2 separate regions of the Athene noctua genome follow, and region 2 is linked to region 1. The links are chromatin contacts, called in public Hi-C maps. All regions are on one chromosome and are shown on one strand. The core of a region is the stretch at or near the end of the contact, and the rest is flanking DNA. Distances in the headings are between cores, read along the strand shown.

Region 1 (3,100 bases), core at 190-2,689:
CCTCAGCATCCAGCTGCAAAGGGAGAGGCGTGGGTGAGCACGTCCCACAGGACGTCACTGCTGGCACGGGGACGGCTGCCGGTCCCGTGTCCCCTGCAGCGCTCCCCAGCCCTGCTGAGCCCCGAGCGCTGGGTCACCTCGGCCACGGGGCCCTGCCACCAGCGAGGACCCGCGGGAGATGGGTGAGCTGGGGGTCACACAGACCCGCTCCCCAGCCCAGGAGGGCACACGGGTCCTGGCAATGCCAGCGTTGCTCCCTTGGCACCCCCTTGCCTGTCAGAGCCTCCGCCTGCTCGCAGCCATGTTCCAGTCGTCCTGTGCAAACCCCACGGGTCACAGCACCCAGGGCACCACCCTGCTATTGTCCCACGGGATCCCAGCTGAGCCACTGTCCCTCCCTGGCACTGGAGCAGGGACAAGGCGCCCGCCGGGTGCCCCCGGTGTGGTAGGTGCACCCGCCCTGACAAAACCGAAACTCCTCAACTGCTGGAGCATGACACACGGTAACTCTTGTTGCATCTGCATAATAATCACAGTCGCTTACACATTTTGAAGATTGAGGCCCTCGGTCAGTGAGTAATGTGACCATATCTGAGCACAGATCAGGTTTGACGAAGGGACAAAGTGCCGGAGGCCAAACTGAGCCAGTCCTCCTCGGAGCAGCCAGGGACTCTCCCCTTGGGTCGGAGACTCTCCCCCTGGGTCAGGATGTTGCCCAAGGTAACTCCTCGAGGCTGAGAGCCCTCCCCTTCTAAGGTGAGTGACTGTGCACTTTTGGCTCATTATTCTAAACTTCCAACTAAACTAAACTGAATTTCCAAGCCAGCTACGCAGCATGAATTTCGCTTGGCCTTCTGAATCTGTAGTTTTACCAATGTTAGTCTGAGTACTAAACCGATTCTGATTAAAATAAATCTCATTTCGAGTGTAGCACCTGACTAATTTGATTGTCTGAGCCTCCGTGACACCCGGCCAGCCCGGCACTGCCGCGGGCTGCGAGCCCCGCTCCCGGCTGCGTCCCTGCCACGGGCAGAGTTTGGGGGCTTGTAGGGGCGAGGGGCTCAGACCTCACGGGTGCAGCACTGCCCAGGCTCCCCGGGGCAGCCTTTGGGGCTTCCCCACTGCCAGGCCGCAGAGATCAGGGCTTATCCCAGGGGATGCCTGGACCCGAAACCGGCCGATCCCAGCCCGGCCGGAGCACTGGGCTCCCAGCACCACCGGTTAATACCCGCAGCCTCGACCCAGGCTGGCAGGAGTTAACATCAGGGACCTACCGAGAGAAAAAAGAGAGGAAATAACATATTTATCCCCAAACTGGGGTTTTACCTGGGCAGATCAGTCCCGGGTGGCCCCTGGAAAGCAGCTCGCCCGCCTGGAGAGATGAAGCGCCGAGGAGCATCGCAGAGACTCCTGCACCCCAGCCCAGCTCCCTGCAGCCCCTCACCCCTGCCGGATCTCCCCCACCCCCTGCTTTTGCTGAACACAAACCAACAGCAAGGTGCTAATTCCTCCCCACCCCAAGCCCGGGAGCTCTCCCTGGAGCCCTCCCGAGCGCTTGGATTTCCCTTCCTTGAAAGCCAAGCTGCGATTCCCTCCGAGAGCTTTTACTCCTGTTTGCAGAGCGTCTCCTTACACTGATTTCAGCGGCTGAAGATAAACACTCACTAGCAGGGGAAGCACAAGCGGGGTCAACAGACCTTCCCCCTCACTTCCTGGAGGCTGCACAGACCCAGGCAGCACTTCTCAACGCACCCTCTGATAACCAGGGCCAGCCAAATTCCTCCTGTTATCTAAGAGCCCTCAGCAAGCCCGTTTTAAAGCAGAATTTGATGCAAAACCTGCAAACTCTGCACCACACCAGCCTCTGGGGGCAACCCCTGTTCCTGCCCTGTCCCCACCATGCAAGATGGGGGACCCTGCACCCCTAGAACACAAAGCAACTGTGCAAAGGAGGGGGCTCTGCACCCCCAGGGCACACAGCGTCGTGCAAGGGGGGACCCTCTCCCCCCTTCCCGAGCCCGCTGCTGGTCCAACACATCTCCTGGTGCAGGTGCTGCCAGGCACTGTGGCAGCTGTGCCCACCCTGATGGCAAGACTCTTTGAGCCACAGCGTTTGCTAACTTTGGTGAAATATAAAAATACTTGTTAGTTCTGGTAAATCCGTGGACGGGTAACCACAACATCTGCTGACTTCAGTCACAAGGGGGTTGCACAACTGGCTATTGTTAGATCCACACTTTGGCCAAAAGCCAAAACCCTGTGCCAGTGAGGACAAACAGGACCGTATTTTTGACCACAGATTCGACTAGCGGATAAACGGGATCCTGTCGGAGGACAAATTGAGTCAGTCCACTTTAGAGCAGCGGGTCTGCAGTTGGGAACTTTCCCCATGGCTTGGGATGCTGCCTGAGGGAACTCCCCGAGGTTCAGAGCCCTCATCTCGACTGGTGAATGAAACAATGTTTGGGTTAGTTCCTTTCTAAAATTTAAGCTTAAATCAGCTGTGTATTATCTGATTCCACTTGGCACCTGGACTCTGTAGTTTAGTAATGTTTAGAGTATTAAATGGTATTTGACTAGAATTAATTTTCTTTGAGCTTGTGGCCTACCTAATTTTGTGAGCCTCTACAACAGGCACCTACAGCACCTCCTCCCCATTTCCCTCCATCCCCACGGGGAACGGAGCTCCCAGGAGTTCGTTAGCACCGGCCAGATACGTTAGTACAAGGTACAGACATCTCGGCTGGCCCCACGATGAGATGCATCATCTTCCCGATGCTTAATGAACACCTGCCTTGTGTCAGGGAGGGTCTGACAGCAGTGGGAGGTTTTGCTGGGGGCTGGGAATGCTTTGATAACCAGCTGGTCCGAACTGGTCTGCCCAGCAATGCGAACTCCTGATCGACAGGGAGCACAAAGATGAGTTTGTGACCTTGCAGGAACGTGGGAGGAGATAAGGGGGAACAGAGAGGCTCAGGGTGAGCTCGCTGATGCTGAATGGGAGCAAAGAGATTAAAGGAAAAGCACAAAATCTGAGGTGGAGTAAAATCCTTCAAAGACAACAAACAAGCGGTGCTGTTTGCAGGGACGGGGCAGCCCG
Region 2 (3,100 bases), core at 344-2,843, 170 kb after region 1:
TCCATGCTTGCCTTGGCTTGTTCTCCCCGCTCCGTGATCGGACATGTCCTCTGCGCTGCAGCCACCTCCTCCTGCATCCCGCGCTTCCTCCAGCCAAAAGGCAGCTGGAGGGAGGCACCAAGTCCTGGGGTGTCTGCTCTTGCTCCTCACATCAAACGCTCCTCGGGCAGCGAGATGAAAGCGGTTATTGTCGTGTGTCCCCTCATCTCCCTCACCTGTCTGGGACAAGGCAGGTGATGGCAAGTTCTCCCTGAATGCTTTGGGGAGCTCTGGAAAGGATTTGGCCTTGTCCAGGGAACAAGGATCTGTGATGTGTCTCGGGGATGGAAATTTGGGGATGGAAACCTGCTGGGGAGAGGAGATCCTCTGTGTAGGGGACCCAACCCCAGCCTGGACTGAGGACAGGAGGGTAGGAAGGGCCAGACACCAAGGATGGGTCAGACACCAGGGGTGGGTCAGACAGACACCAGGGATGGGTCAGACAGACACCAGGATGAATGGATCAGATACCAGGATGGATGGATCAGACAGACACCAGGGATGGGTCACTCGCTGACAGCCCTGGGTGCCCGATCATCTCACTCCACGTCAGCAGAACCGTGGCTCTGCCGATGCCCAGCACGACCCGCTGCCGATCCAGCACCGCCTGCCCGTGCTGGGCCACTGCCCCGGCACAAGTGCAGGACCCCGGGGCCGCTGGCTGTGGGGGTGACCCTTCCCCTCGCCCCAGCCCCCCTCGGCTGCACCGTTCCTTCAGCCCATCGGGGTTTCAGCAAGTGCTTTGCCAGCGGCTTGGCGAGGACCAGCCTCCGCTTCCCCCTCCCGAGGCAGCGTGTTCCTGAGTGGAAGTGGCCTGTGAACAGCCGCGCTGGCGGGGAGGGTTGGGAACCTCCCCCTGGGGTACCGGTGCTCCGGGGATCCCCGCAGCGGGGCCGGGACGGCTTCCCGCACACCGCCAGCACCCCGAGACCCGCTCCAGGGCCCCGGGAGCAGCCGGGGGGGGGGCCCCCAACTGCCGCAGGGTGACAAAGGGCACCTGGACCCACCCGGGCATCTGGGGGGGGAATGGGGGGGGGGGGGGTGTTTCCACCGCTCAGGACCACTTGGGGACCCCTCGCTCTGCCCTCCCGCCCCCACGGGAGCGGGTCACCTCGAGCACCGGCAGCTGCCGGGGACCCCCGATCGCCCCCCCCCCCCCCCCCGCATCCCCAGAGACTCCCGATCGACCCCCGCATCCCCAGGGACCCCCGAACCCCCCCATCCGCACCGCCGGCGCCCACGGGTGCCCCGCAGCGCCCGGCGGCCCCTGCCCTGGAGCGGGGGAGTGCGGAGAGCTGGGCTGGGCCGAGCCCCGGCCCCCTCCCTCCCTCCTCCTCCTCCTCCTCCCAGGTCAGCCCCAAAAATAACCCCCGGTAACTCCCCCCCCCCCCCCGCGCCGCCGCCATTGTCACCCCGGCGGTGACGTCACTCCTTCCACCGCGCTGAGCTCATTAGCATACCGCGCCCCCTCGGCCAATGGGCGCCGCCGCGCCGATGACGCCTCCCCGGGGCTGCCCCATTTAAAGGGGCCGCGCAGCCCCCGCCACAGCCCGAGCCGCCGTCGCCACAGCATCAGCAACGGCACCGAGAGCCGCGTCCCCTCACCCGCCCCCCGTCCCGGAGCCCAGCATGAGCCAGAGCCAGCGCCGCGGCGGCCCGCGGGCCGATATGGTGCCCGAGATCGCCGCCGCCGTCAGTTTTGTCTCCAGCCTGTTGCGGACGCGGGGCTGCGTCAGCGAGCAGCAGCTCCAGGTCTTCAGCGGGGCGCTGCGGGAAGCGCTGGCAGGTGAGGCGGGGGGGAAGAGATAGGCTTGGCGGGGGGAAAAGGGCCCGGGTGCGAGAAAAGCCCACCCGGGGCCAGGAGCCCACTGGGGTCCTTCCCCGGTGCCCCTCGTGTTGCTGCCACGACGTGGTGTCCCTCCCCGGGTGGGCACCCACCTGTGTCCGCCTTGATGCCTCTTTGTGCCTTTGCCTGGGTACCCTCTCCCCCTGCCCCGGGACTGGCAGGCACCCGAGTGCCTCCCTGGGCACCCACCCGTGTCCCCATGGGGCCCTGGGCTGCCCGAGCCCCGAAGGTGAGCAGGTCCTGGTCTGCTGAGGGATTTATACAGCTCCCCCCCCCCCGCCAGCAGCCCGCCTGCTTGAAGCCCTCCTTGTTGGGATTTGGTAAGAATAATCCGAAGCTGCTCTGGGTCCCCTGGCAAGAAGAGCTCAGCCCTGTGTCTGTGGGGTTTTAGCCCTCCCCTCCCCACGAGCATGTGAGGGGCTCAGCACGAACTGGGTGGTTCGGGCTTGTCCTCCCGGGCACACACAGCCTGGCGTTATCAGCCCCGAGAGGGGATGGTTGGTTTGCCGCTGTGCTGAGATAAGGAGCGGTGACGTGCCCCTGAACTTAAGAGAATGACCTGGATGTTACTCCCTGGCTGCGGTGTTTTGTTCTTGGCGATCCAGTATCTGCCCCGGCCACCCCGGGGGTCACGGCGAGAAGGTGTCGGGGTCCCATCACCACAGCCCCCGTGGCACCGTCCTGCCTCGGGTTTCTCAGACCCGAAGAGCTGCACTTTGGAACAAGCAGCAGCCAAAGCGTCGAGCGTTCGGCTCCGGAGCCTCCGTCTGCTGGATGCAGCCTCAGGAGGACTCGTTTTCCTCCGCCTGCACCGAGGTGTGGGACCCCCCAGGACTGCAGCAGGACCCAGACCCCCTGCTCACCGTTCTTCCCTTCTCGCTTCCCTTGCAGAGCACTACAAACATCACTGGTTTCCTGAGAAACCCTTCAAAGGCTCTGGGTATCGCTGCATCCGGATCAATCACAAAATGGACCCCATTATCAGCAAGGCAGCTAGCCAGATCGGACTCAGCCTCCCGCAGCTCTACCAGCTCCTGCCCAGCGAGCTCACGCTCTGGGTGGACCCCTACGAGGTCTCGTACCGCATCGGTGAGGACGGCTCCATCTGTGTCTTGTACGAAGCGACTGCGACGAAACCCGTGAGCTCCTATGGGATGCTGACCTGTAAGAACCAGCTGATGTTAGGCCGTACCAGTCCTTCCAAAAACTACATCA

Evidence for each region. A called contact is a pair of places that touch in the nucleus more often than the background predicts.
Region 2: a Hi-C map of heart shows a contact between it and region 1, with 6 times the contacts expected there. The contact joins the promoter of BTG2 here to the promoter of LOC141969681 in region 1. A contact is called at or near these places in 2 of 2 Hi-C or Micro-C datasets (heart and liver).

The regions. Positions count from the first base shown.
Region 1 is chr23:5,477,601-5,480,700 of bAthNoc1.hap1.1, forward strand. It overlaps LOC141969681, which reads right to left and starts at 1,440. Exons shown (of 14, transcript XM_074925719.1): 1 at 1,327-1,440; 2 at 1-13.
Region 2 is chr23:5,651,355-5,654,454 of bAthNoc1.hap1.1, forward strand. BTG2 (BTG anti-proliferation factor 2) reads left to right here and starts at 1,594. Exons shown (of 2, transcript XM_074925555.1): 1 at 1,594-1,825; 2 at 2,777-3,100. The coding sequence starts at 1,669.